2 separate regions of the Zea mays genome follow, and region 2 is linked to region 1. Evidence: chromatin contacts called from public Hi-C data. All regions are on one chromosome and are shown on one strand. Each heading gives the region's core, a stretch centred on a gene start, on an enhancer-like site or on the middle of the called end of the contact. The rest is flanking DNA. Distances are from core to core; before and after follow the strand shown. Region 1 holds the start of LOC103647667 (expansin-like A3). Region 2 holds the start of LOC100280415.

Evidence for each region. A called contact is a pair of places that touch in the nucleus more often than the background predicts.
Region 2: a Hi-C map of endosperm shows a contact between it and region 1, with 2.2 times the contacts expected there. The contact joins the promoter of LOC100280415 here to the promoter of LOC103647667 in region 1. A contact is called at or near these places in 2 of 25 Hi-C or Micro-C datasets (endosperm and leaf).

The regions. Positions count from the first base shown.
Region 1 is chr2:205,784,750-205,791,326 of Zm-B73-REFERENCE-NAM-5.0, reverse strand. LOC103647667 (expansin-like A3) reads left to right here and starts at 2,365. Exons shown (of 4, transcript XM_008672171.4): 1 at 2,365-2,595; 2 at 2,773-2,891; 3 at 3,625-3,803; 4 at 3,949-4,714. The coding sequence starts at 2,472. The coding sequence ends at 4,345.
Region 2 is chr2:205,956,076-205,962,652 of Zm-B73-REFERENCE-NAM-5.0, reverse strand. LOC100280415 reads left to right here and starts at 4,041. Exons shown (of 5, transcript NM_001153338.1): 1 at 4,041-4,501; 2 at 4,953-5,131; 3 at 5,465-5,548; 4 at 6,245-6,412; 5 at 6,515-6,577. The coding sequence starts at 4,336.

The DNA of each region.
Region 1 (6,577 bases), core at 1,116-3,615:
TTACTGCCTTATTGCTAGCAGAAGACCCGCCACAAAAGGCGCGCGCTCTTCTTCCATGTGTCTTCTACACGGCTCCATTCAACTAGTTAATTCATATATATATATATATATATATATATATATATATATATATATATATATATATATATATATATATATATATATATATATATATAAAGAAAATCTGCTCTGGTTTTATAAGTATTGTCGTCTCGCTCTCGGAAGAAATTGGCATGGCCGTTGCGATATAAAACAAACAGAGTACACTTGTTGCTTTCGTTTTAGTAGTGTCTGATGTGGTGAGTCTATTAATCGTTTATAATCTGGGTCTAGAACTCTAGACAGACAAGAAGAGTACATGTGTAGCTCTAATAAAAGTTGATCATATTTAACAATTCCAGCTAGCACAGACTATTCGTTTGGCTTTAATCCGTACCGGTTTTTCTACTGTTTCTAAAGTGTTTTGTCTCTATGGATTGCACATTAAGAAACAACTAGCTTTAGTTTATAGGGTTCAATAACCAACACTTCATTTTGATTAAAAAAAGTTTTAATAGCCTACCTACTCGAACACTTTAGTCTCCCAACTTGCTCAACGTGCGGTACTCCCAGCTGCAGTCACTGTCGGTGGTCCTTAAACATTTCTTACAGCAACACGACACAGCTAATTCCAGACCATTCTGTCGTCTGTCTGAACGTCAACAAACAGTAGTGACACGAGCCACTTTCAGACATGTTTAAACGCACTAAAGTTAATAGTTAGTTGGCTAATAGTTAGTTGACTAAAAAGTTAGTTGTAGAATTAATTAGCTAACAAATAGTTGACAATACCTGAACTATCAGCTAAACTGTTTAGATTCTGCGATTAATTTTAGTAGCTAGCTAGTGCATCCATCTTTATATTGATCTCATGTAATTCTGCTTATATGCAAGAGGGATTGCTGGCATGCATTTGAGAAGGATGTCCGTCGATCGAGAAATAAATACTATATTCTTAGGTCACCCAACACTGATATAGAAAAAGAATTAAAAAGGTATTCACAAGTCCTGAAAACGGCCAGTACGTACGTCGAACTCGAGGGCACGCGCCACATGTGGCACCGACGAGACAGGTTTCGCAATGCCTCATGCAGTTGTCAAAAAGAAGAGCAAAAATGGCGCTAGGTCAAAGTTACAGTCTCACAGTCACATGCACGGACTTCATGAGCTGCAAAACAAACTCCTCGGTCTGAAACATGCTTTGTTTGCATATTATATACTATAGTTTTCTAGAAACTGTAGCAGCAGGAGTATTATACTGTAGTGTGTGTAGGAGTAGCTAGTACCTAGCGTAGCATTAGCCAGTATACACATAGCTTTTTAGATTAAAGCCGGTTATTTGAACTGTTGTAGTTGTAATCTATAAAGACAAAAATATAGTAAAAACAGTAGAAGTCGATAGAGATTAAAATCAAACAAACAGATCTAAATGCAAATGCTGCCAACTCTCTGCGTTTGAATTTAACATGCATGCATGAGGACGCGGCGGCGCAGGGGAATCCCTCCTGGCCCAAGTAGAAGCACACCGGCATTTCTCCTCCTTCCTTTTCCCCTCTCTACCCTAGTTTTTCTTGATTATTCGTTTGTCTTCTCCCTCTTCTTCATTTTATTTATGTATAATAATATTTAGGGACAAATGTGTGTGGTGGATGTGGATCTATGGAGGTGTTGGAGAGCGCTCTATTGTTCATGCGAGAGGAGGAGAAGAGGAGCTTCAAGCCCCTGAGCCGCCCGGCACACGGGTCTAGCTAAAGTAGCAAAGCATAGCCCGTTGAAATTAAGCCGTACCGAGCTAAGTTTCATGTCTGGTCAATAGTCTAGACACGACACTATATGCTGTGGTTTCAGCTAGGCCAACCCGAAAAAATTCGGTTGAAAGAATTCTCTAAGGGCTAATTTGGTAACCACATTTTCCCACGAGATTTCAATTTTCCAAAGAGAAATTAGTTCATTTTCCCTTGGAAAAATAGAAATCTCATGGGAAAATGTGGTTCCCAAACTAGCCCTAAAAAGGAAAATCTCACAAGTGAGATGTGCTCGATCCAACAAGTGATTGAATGCCCTTAGGTATACCTAGGGAACACAACAGTCAGCAGCCCACTCACCCTAGCGAAAAATAAAACTCTAGAGTGAAACCTCCCAAAAACCAAAAGTGAAGCTCTCAACTCTAATCAAGATGGAGCAAGAGTCCAACTCAAAATCAACAGGTGGTTTGATATCTTGAAAAAAAAAACTAACTTTACCGACTCTCACATAAAGAAAAAGTGCATTTTGTCTCGTGACATGTCCCCTCGTCCTATATAACGCCGGTTAAATTAACTACTAGTATCTATAAACAGAGTGAGAGACTGGTAGCAGCCGCATGTGCTAGAGCTAGACAGAAGTCAGTCTCCTTCCCCTCTCTCTAGTGCTCGCCGGCTCTTTCCGTCGCCATGGACGTCCTCCTCTGCTGCTGCCTGCTGCTTCTCCTGGCCTCCGCCGCGTCCGCCGGCAGCGAGCGGTGCGTGCGGCAGGGGAAGGCGGCCTACTCTTCCTCGCTCTCTCCGGCCCCTCACGGTAAGCGCTGATGCACGAGTACCTGCGGCTGCCGGCACAGATCGAGCGGTCCCTGCCTTCTGCCTGTGTCTCCGATGGAGCCACAGTAGTAGCAGATCTCAGCCGTGCCTGCCTTTCTCCTTCCTTCACTCGATTGGTCCGTCCGGTTAATTGTTGGGTAATGGATAACCGAAGCAGGTAGCAGCAGCGGAGCGTGCGGGTACGGCGCCATGGCCGCCGAGATCAATGGGGGTTTCCTCGCCGCCGGCGGGCCCAGGCAGCACCGCGGGGGCCTCGGCTGCGGCCGCTGTTTCCAGGTACTGCCTCCACTCCAGCTGTGTGTTTTCTCCCCCCGCATCGCGCGCTCTACGTCTCCCTGCTGCTGCTTCTTCCTCCTCTCCTGTCCTTTCGGTTTGCTCGCTTGAGTCGGGTTGGCAGCAATCCACTTTCTTCGCTGCACTGCTCTGCTGCACCCGCAAGAATCTTTCGGTACCTTGGAATCTTGGATTGCGATGTTGCGGCTGCGAGTTTTTTTTTTTTGGCTCAACAGTCTCCGGGAGTGGACGGTGCGGTGGTGGTGGGCTGTTCCTGCTCGATTCGTGCGGGCGTTTGGGATGGGGCTTGCTTTCTTCAGAAACTCAGAGCCAGCACGCAAAGCAACATTCTGCAGACCACGGGGGGATCTGTTTTGCCCCCCCCCCCCCCCCCCCCCCCCCCACACACACACACACACACACACATCTCCCCCCTTCAGTTCAGTGAAACGAAATTGGGACTTCCAGTTCGACTTCGTACCAAATGTAGTTCTGATAATTAACAAAAAGATGCTCCCAAAATCGGGGAGCATCTGTTTACTTCTTAGTAAGTTCTTTTAATCGATTGTTTTCTGCTTTGATTTCTTTTCCTTTGGAGTCTCAGAAGAGTAATAAGCAACCCGACTGTTGTTCGCCTCGCTTGTCTTTTTTTTTCTTTCTTTTTGGGATGTTCTTTGCGTTAATTTGTGGCGATTTTTTACGGGTGGATTAATTTGGGACGGTCCAAACAAAACAGATGAGATGCCGAGACGCAAGGCTGTGCAGCGCCGGGGGAGTGCGGGTGGTGCTGACCGACTTCCACAGGAGCAACCGTACGGACTTCCTGCTCGCCGGGCCGGCGTTCGCGGGCCTGGCCAAGCCCGGGATGGCCCAGCAGTTGAACAGGCGAGACGCCCTCTCCGTAGAGTACAAAAGGTATATATACTTGAGCTTCTCTCTCTACTCAATAAAACAACTTGAGCTTGAATGAAACTGTAGATGATGGATCGGGCAAACAAAACAGTCTGATAAAATTCCCTCGATCCTGTGCCTTTTTTTTCTTCTTCTTTTGGCTCCGCAGGATTCCCTGCGAGTACAAGGAGAAGAACCTGTCGATCCGGGTGGAAGAAGCGGGCGACAGGAGCCGGGGCAAGCTGGTGGTGAAGCTGCTGTACCAGGGCGGGCAGACCGACGTACTGGCGGTGGAGGTGGCCCCCGTGGGGTCGTCGTCGGAGTGGCGGTTCATGACAAGGGCGTACGGGCCGGTGTGGAGCACGGACCGGGCCCCCGCCGGCCCGCTGCAGTTCCGCGCGGTCGTCACGGGCGGCTACGACGGCAAGTGGGTGTGGGCCGAGCAGGAGGTGCTGCCGGCCGACTGGCGCCCCGGCCAGGTCTACGACACCGGCGTCCGCATCGTCGACGTCGCCCGGGACGCATCCCGCGGCTGCACCGCCGCCGCCATGGACGACTGGAAGTGAAGTGAGGATATGGCTGGGTAGATTAAAAATACGTATGAATACATACTAACACGTCGCCACATCGGTGCTGCGACACTCTGGTAAGAAGAGGACAGCATGCAATGGCTCCAAGAACAGCATCCCCCCCAAGCGCGTCCGGCTGTCCAGAGGAGAGGAGGAAGAAGATTGGAGTAGCTAGCAGCTAGGGTGTAATTGTGTATGCAGGATCTTCTATCAAGGTCGATCCGATTAGATGCAGGCAAAAAAAAAGAGCTGGGATCCAGTCGACAGTTCTAATGGGTCATGGCGTCATGCCATCCTGGCTGTACCACAAACTCGACTAAAAGCAAAAGGAAAAAATTAACAAAAAATCACGCTATCATTCAACTACCATGCACGGATCCATAAAATTACCCCAAAAAAAAACCAATCACAAAATCAAAACAAGTTTTCTAGATCTCATCGTACTTTCCGTGGTAGAGGTATATGGCCGCCTGCTCGCTATCTGTTCTGTTCCCTGCTCCAACATCCAGCGAAGGCCGAGTGGGCAGACGGGTGGCTGAGCCAGCGGACGAGAAATCAGAATTTGTTAGGTTGTTGTTTGCTCTTCTGCCACGACTAGTATATGGAATCACCGCACCTTTTTTAGCCCCACCACCTGTTATTAACACATTGTTTTTTTTTCTGTTTGCTAACCCACCATATCTGAATTCTGAAATGGGGAAAGTCATCACCAACATTGTTTTTTCTGTTTGCTAAACCACCATATATCTCTGAATTCTGAAATGTTGCTCTGCCAAATGCGGCGGGGTGTCTAAACTCTGGACGCTTTAAAACTAAGCTCAAAAGCGTTAAAATCCGGTTCGAATTTGGAGCCATATGCTGACACGCACCGAAAGGGGGTCCAACTGAACTGTGGAGTGTTGAGCTTGAGCATAAATATTTAAGAACGGAGCTAGTATCACTACTTCGTCCGATTTTTTTTTATTTGTGGTGGTTTAGTTCAAAAATAAACTAGCGAACGATAAATATTTAACAACGAAGCTAGCATAAAAATACTTAAATACTTCACCTCCAAACGACAGGCCCTAGCTAGTATTCATTTGTATTAATGGGCTAGCTAGCTATTGACAGCTAGAGCTCACTACATGGTATTAAGTGTTGCTCATATTCCATGCGTTGCAGCGTTGGCTCGGTCCAAACCAACGAACACGTCAAATAACGTGCATGCAGGGAAGTATAAGTATATATGGAACGAATCGTCGAGGGGTATAGTAGTGAACTATCACATCCTACTGGTCGTGTCGTTACCGATGTGACATTCACGGTTTAGTTAAAAAAAAATTCATCCAAAAATTATATATGCCACATGTAAATAATCCATAGAAAGCTACTTACAAAACAATCTATAAGATGTTAAATTGAAGCCATACGATCGAATCATAATAAAGAGGAGGAGAGACCTTTAACGCTTTAGTCAGTCTCGATTCAGACTAGATCATAGCCTGTCGTATATCGATAAACCGGGACTAGAGTTGAGACGACTAGGCACTTTGTCTGCTGGCGTCCATGTCAATTAGGAGTCCACGTACGGCCAAATCATTTTGGTCATCTTTCATCGTCCTCTTCCTGCAGTCTCCACACGCCAAGACGTATACGTGCGTACGCCCGTGACATGAGGAAACTGCGAAACAGCGGACAAACGTACGTACAAATCCAAAAACCCATCGGGGAAACTAGCCAGCAGTAGGTCCCATCAAGAACACGACTTGATTTGATTACCCTACTATCCTACCAGCTAATATTTGATCATGCATGTAGACTAGACTCTTAATTAAGTACCACGATAACAGGTAATATTTGAGCACGGCTTCTATTACTCTGCAACTACATACCCCATCCAAAAATATAAATATACCTTACTGCAATTCTAATGCTTATTTATTTATTATTATAAATATCGATGATTTTTTATATAGCTAATTAAATGTAAGTTACTTCGAATTTTTTTTTAGTGTGTTAGAACTAGCACAATATTTTTTTTCTGGTTGTGGCGGAGTAGATAGCCCAGTTGTGACCGACATCGATGCATGATTAACGGTGGCAACCTTTTGTCCAAGGGGCACGTTTGGTCTGTCGGCGCGCGGAGCATGCACCGCAAAGTGCTGCGAGTTTTCCACAGGCTGTGTCGTTCTTTTGTGTACGGAGGGAGGGAGGGACGTCTGCTCCGCAACGCAGCAGTTCACGCCGACA
Region 2 (6,577 bases), core at 2,792-5,291, 170 kb before region 1:
TATGAGAGCTGCACCTAACTAAACAAGCACTAAACTTTCACGTAAGAAAACCCACTGAAGGCCTTTTGGTGTTTGGACACACTTTACCCATCTCAATCATGTTTCGACGCTCATTGAGTGGCGTGGTCCGTTGGGGAACATTTAAGCAAGCGGCACTTGTCCGATAGCTAGACAGACGTATCTCAACTTGCACATATATGAGCACGCTGATAGATGAGACTTTATTTGTCGTCATAAACAGTTACACGTTTCGCATCCGTCTAGGTCTAGCTAAGAGTAATTAACTGATGCATGGTGCATGCGTGTTCCTCTGGAACTGAATTGGGAGATCGGCCTTAATTAATGCTGATGTGGTTGGGCTTCAGCTGGTCTAGTTTGGTCTCTTGTCATCACTTGGGAACCTCCTCTCTTCAGCTGCTACCTGCTTAGTCCATTAACATAGTAGGTGAATAGGATATATTTAGTACGATACTACAACAATGCAAACGGTTTGTACAATTGTACTAGTACTACTAAGAAAAGACACTTGAATGGCAGCCGTTGCTGGTCATCAATGTTGTGTGCCCAACTCGACCGTACCGTATCCATCGCGTTCTTGGATTCTGGTGCCGGTTCAACGTCATGAGCAGAGACACAGCATCCACTTCCATATACTCCATCCATGCACTATAGAGATTAATACGCTATGTCCGTTTAGTTTAGTTTAGTTAGACTTTTATTTCATACAGAATTCTTAAATTTACCGTTTGATAACACGTACGAGAATACGCGTGTTTGAGACTCGTAAATGTGATAGACGAACGATAGTGGGAAAATACTAGTGACTGATGAAAACTTTGGCTGGACCGCCGCGCCGACCAAACCAGCGAATAATGCTCTATATATACTTTGGGCCACATCCTGCACGAATACGTGATTGGCACTCTCGGACCGTCAACCGGGAGGGGCCGCACTTGACAAGGAGGGCCCAGCAAGAAGGGGCAAGATGTATTATTATTATGTTTTTTTCTTTTCCTTGACCGTGCCTAAGATGCGTTCGTCGGTTTGTTAGAGCTGCCTAAGCGTAACTGTGACTGCCAATTATGTATGAAACTTTGGATGTGCTACAATCTGATAAGTCACAGGATTCCAATCTTGTGATCAATAGAATGAACAAGAGACACTGCAAACAACTAAGGCCCTGTTTAGAACTCCCTAGAACTAATAAACTACTATTTGTTAGTTGTGAGGTAGCTAATAATTAGCTGCATTATTAGTTGATAAATAATTTTTAGTAGCTAATTATTAATTCTAGAGATTCTACCGTTCTACGGCACACAATCTTTGTTTCTTGGAGTTGCTTGTGTGCGGCTAAGCCAAGATCTGCAAAAACGTGGCGCTGCCGAAAGGACTAGTTGTTCTTTTGCTATCACACATAAAGAAACGTCTGGCAAATTGGCGCGAGGGAACACGTACAGTACGCCTACCTGAAGCAAAATGTTGGGGCCATAGCCATACACATGGATCATCGGATCCCACACATAGATTTTTTTTGTCTGCACTGGGGCCATACATGGATGGCGGTTTTGTTTGTGAGAAGATAAAAGGAGCCTTGGATTATTTAATTTGGATATAAAAAAGGGAACGGTTGAATCGGAGCTGCCAAATGAGATATCATGGTAAAGGCAGGTATAACTGCTGACGAGTAGATGCAGATTATCTATCGGTGCTCAGAGCGTAGGAAAACAGCACTCGAACACTCAAGTAGGTTGTAGAATGACCAAACCAAGAACTCCGGTTAATATTATTCTATCCAAATATATATGTACAACAACTGTACATATATAAAATTATATATGTACCTGTAGCAAATATGTTATTATATGTTAAATTACCAGCGGTTGTTGTGAGTTTTCTTGGGGGCGGGAGTTTTGTGTGTGTGTGTGTCTGCACGACTGCACCGTGTTTTAATCCCAAGTGATGGTCGTCATTTGGCTGATTTTCCTTTCTGCTGTCCAATCGTGTAGTAGCACCATACTATACTAGACGATTCGAGGATTCGGGTCATATCGTGCTGCACAGCACAGGTCTTGGAGGGATCTCCTTGATTCGATGAAGTAAATTAGGTGAGAATTTCAGGTCAAACCACTAAAGTAAATCAGTACTAGTAGTAGTAATAATATGCATGGTACGTAATCGCTAGCGACATCGCAACCGCAATCGCAGCGTTGGAAGAACAGAGGTAAATGTTGTGGGGTTTTCAGGAAGAATCTGAACCGCGCACTGTGCTGGTACAGTGAACATACTCGTCGATTCTTCAGGATCCTTGACCATTCATTTCCATGTACGTCCACTCAGCTCAGCTCTCTGCAACGAACTGCATGCAGTGGCTTCCGGCGTGTGGTTTCGGTTCGATGGTTTGTTTAGTTTAGCATTAGCAGTCTCCGGAATGACGGAACTGGGGACCCTTCCGTTCTACTACAAGGCTACCAGAGCGAACTGTGCAGAGAGCAGGCTAGAAACTGCAGCTGCGTCCGCCGCCGTCAGATCCGCTTCGTTACTGCTCCATCAGCACACTGCATGCACACGGCATTGGGGACACGGCTCGCTAGCTGTTCCTCTCTCAGCGATGGTCAGTCAGTCGCCAGCCACTCAACAGTGCTTCCTCAGTTGGGACATCTTGAGGGACGACGATGTGGTGTCCTGATCTCGATGAACCAAATACACCTATAGCTATAGGTACACAAGTATTTCCGTTCATCAGCTAGCTGCTAGCAATCATAGCGGAAGTGCCGCCGACGCCACGGTGCACGAGCAACAATCCCACACTCCACAGCCAACAGTTCAACTGCTGACGATTAGGCAGATGCAAGTTTTCTCCAACCGAACAGTATCTGCCGCCATTATATTGGGACGATTTTCTATGCCATTGGAAGCTCAGGATTCCGGTTAATATAAATCGTCCCAAGGTCGGAAAAGCACTTCTAGAGGCCATGTGCTTGGTAGACAACGAGAGGGTGATGATAATGAGGATCTTGGTGAGGCGGACTTGGGTCGAGGATAATACTAGTGAGGAAAGAGGCAAATCTAGTGCTGGGAATCTGGGCCGGGCTTTTCGGGCCAGCACGAGCACGGCCCGAAAATAAGAGCCCAAAGCACGGCCCGGCACGATATAAAATGGGCCGGGCTAGCACGGCCCGAAGGCGGGCCTGGGCCGGGTCTCAAATTCCGACCCGTCGGGCCCCCAGCACGGCACGCATAGATGGGCCGGGCTTGGGCCGGCACGGCCCAATTAAGCCCAATCTGTTTAATCTCTTTAATTTAGTAAGATATTGACTTTATATTGTTGTTATATTTAGAATTTATGTGGTTAAATGATGCTATAATTGTATAATATCTTTAATTTAGTAAGATATGCACTTTATATGGTTATAATATTTTGATTTTATGTGGTCAAATATACGGGCCGGGCTTGGGCCGGCACGGCCCAACGAAGGCACGACGTGGTTCAAGGCCGGGCTGGGCCACTGTTTTTACACTTCGGGCTGGCACGGCACGGCCCAAAAATTGTTTGGGCTTTCTTGGCCCGAACCCGTTTGGCACGAAGCACGATGGGCTTGGGCCGGGCCGGCCCGGCACGGCCCAATTCCCAGCACTAGGCAAATCACCGTGAAGTTTGGTGGATATATCATGCACGAATGCGTGTGTTCAAATGGAGATTACTTCAACCGCGACAAAAAGACTACGTGTGTGATGATAATTATGAACAAAAAAAATCAGAAACTAGAAGCGGCTACAGTTAGAAGATTACATGATTACTAAAATATTGCAATTATATAGTGCTAACGAATTTGTCCGTTATTATTAGTACGGGAAGCAAAAAAAAAAAACAATTTATGCACGGTCATCGGTCGTGGACCCCAAACTCGGCCGCACGACCAGACCGAGCCAGCCCCTGACCAGGCCCACCCGCTACGGCGCTCGGCGCCTGGCCCGTCCACGAGGCCGAGGAAAGTGAAAACGGCGGCCGGCGGCCGCTCATCCCCGCCTCCGCCAGCTTTCCCGTGGCCGTGACGCCACCCCCCTCTCTTCTCTTTCCCCTCGCATTAATGGCCGCTCCCTCGCTATCCCCTTTGTCGTCTCGTCTCATCTCGCCCCCTTCCGGCTTAACCCTCAAGATTTCTCCCTCGCTGCTCCTCCTTCCCGCTTGGGCGGGCGCGGCACCTTCCGGTTCCGGTTTCCGGGGCCTCGGGCCTCGGCCTCATATATATATACACGCGCGCGGCCGTCCCCTCTCTATACCCCCTAGCATGCTCGGCTCGCTCCCCGGATTGATCGAGCTCGCTCGTTGCAGAGATGGACCCGGTGCCTCCCCCCTCCTCTTCTCGCCGGGCCGCCGCTGCTCCCGGCCCCTGCTGCCGCTTTGACGCGCTGCGGCGGGCGTGCGCCGGGAACGCCGCCGCCGCCGCGCGGGCCGCCGGGTGGGCGATCGGCGCGCTGCTCACCTGCATCTTCGCCGTCGGTACGTTGCCCGAGCCACCGTTTGATCATTTGGGGGGGATGTTCTCTTCCATTGTTGCTCGATTCTGGTCTCTGACCTGGATTCAATTCGGTGGTTGGTCGCTGCGGGATCCGTGGGTTCGTCCCTCGGGAAACCGGGGTAGTTTAATCTCGGGACTTTCAGGAACGCCGGACTGTTCCGTGCTGCTTTGGGAACGAATTCAATTTTGCAACAAAAAATCTTGTAGGTTCCTTGCCACTTTCAGGAACGCCGGCTTGTCTTGTGAGTTGTGAGCAAGCTTGTAGCAGTACTCTTTGTCGCACTAGGTTTCATAAAGATTCTTTCTTTTCTTTGTTCCACGGGATTGTTCTATATGCTGACCAATTGATCTTGTGTGCAACGCTACCGTAAATGGTAAATTTAATTTTCGCTTGTTCTTGTTTTGATCGTTATTTGTTTGTGCTGGCTGCAGTGGGCTCACTCGTCGGAATCTTCATTGGTGCCTTCATGGGGATGTCTACCGAAAGCGGCATGTTCCGCGGGGCTGGTGTTGGAGCAGTTTCTGGAGCAGTCTTCTCCATAGAGGCTGTTGAGTCCTGCATCGAGATTTGGAGGTCCAGCCATTCAGGAAAATACAGCATTCTCTTTGTGGTGAGTGGAAGAATCTAGTGGCCTATTTTCTCCTCACCAGAGGTGAAAGATCATTTTCATATACCTAATCTAGTGTCCACCATACTTCCCTGTTTGTCGACTTGCATAAGCTTTTCTTTTATTTAAAAAAAGGAAAAAGATAACTAGACAAGCAATTGGCATCAACTCAAGATGTTCTGCTGAGCCTTTTCTGCTTGACGATCAAATTATGTCATCTGCTAAGTTAGTTGCTTCTCTAATGACAATACCAACACGATGTTCTGCTGCCGTGTGCATTGAAGTTTTACTTCATCAGTATCTGTTCTAACTTTTGGCCTGCATCGGTTCTCTCAGCTGGACATCATCTCGAGCCTCTTCAGCGGAAGAATTGTGTGGGAGAAAGTCAGTCCAGCGCTACAGCGTGCAGTGCAAAGCCAGGTACAGGCTACTTAGTACCCTCAAGTTGTAGGTACCCAACTAGCAGCTGTTTCTTTTTAGAAAAATAAATCTAGCGAACAATTAATGCGAGAAATATTTTTGGACCATAGGATTAATGGTGTATGGGTATCTCTGCATTAAATGGCTATGTGGATAATAATGTGCTCCATACTCCCTGCTAGAAGAAGTTTGCAGTCATAGAAATATCTAGATCTGCATTTCGGTGCTAGAGATCAACCCCATAAACATTTTAACTACAGGACCTAAAATATGGATGTGTAACAGATATGGGAGGTAGTGTCTGAAAGCAACTGTTGGTTGCCATGGATTTTACGTTCGGTCAGCTGATTCTCAGGTAATCAGGGCCTGTTTGGTTCATGGCCTGGCAGGTATTTTGCCTGCCAGGCAGTGATCCTGGCTGTCAGGCAACGAAATCCAATGGCCTGTGAAGATTGCTTGGCAGGCAAACCTGCCTGGACAGCAAACCAGAAATGCTGTAGTCACTCTTGTGATCTCATAGAACCAGACAAATATTTTTCTTATGCACATGCTTCGCCTGCTTGCATAGGACCAGATAGTAACTAGAAGCTACAACAGCCATGTTTCATTTCATGTCGATTTGCAGCGTTGCAGTGATTGCGACTTCGAGTTGCCTCTGCTAATACTTGGGTCTGATCAATGGTCTGTGTTATGCAGATGAGTCTAATGAGCACACCGTTCATCGACAACAGTGACCTTTTCGAAACCGGCAGTACAGGAGGCATGTCAAGGGATTTGATTGATAGGATCCCAAAGACGAGGTTCAGTGCTGCTAGCAACTGTGATCAGGAAACTGATAGCAGCTGCTGCCCAGTCTGCCTCCAGGTCGGTGTGATTCGGACATGCTGTACTCTATATAGCTCTTGATACACAAGAGCATCTAGCTCCTTGTCTTGTACTGATGACATGGTAAATTGATGATAACAGGATTTCGGAGCACGGCAATTCGTGAGGGCCCTGCCTCAGTGCCAACACATATTCCACGTGCGG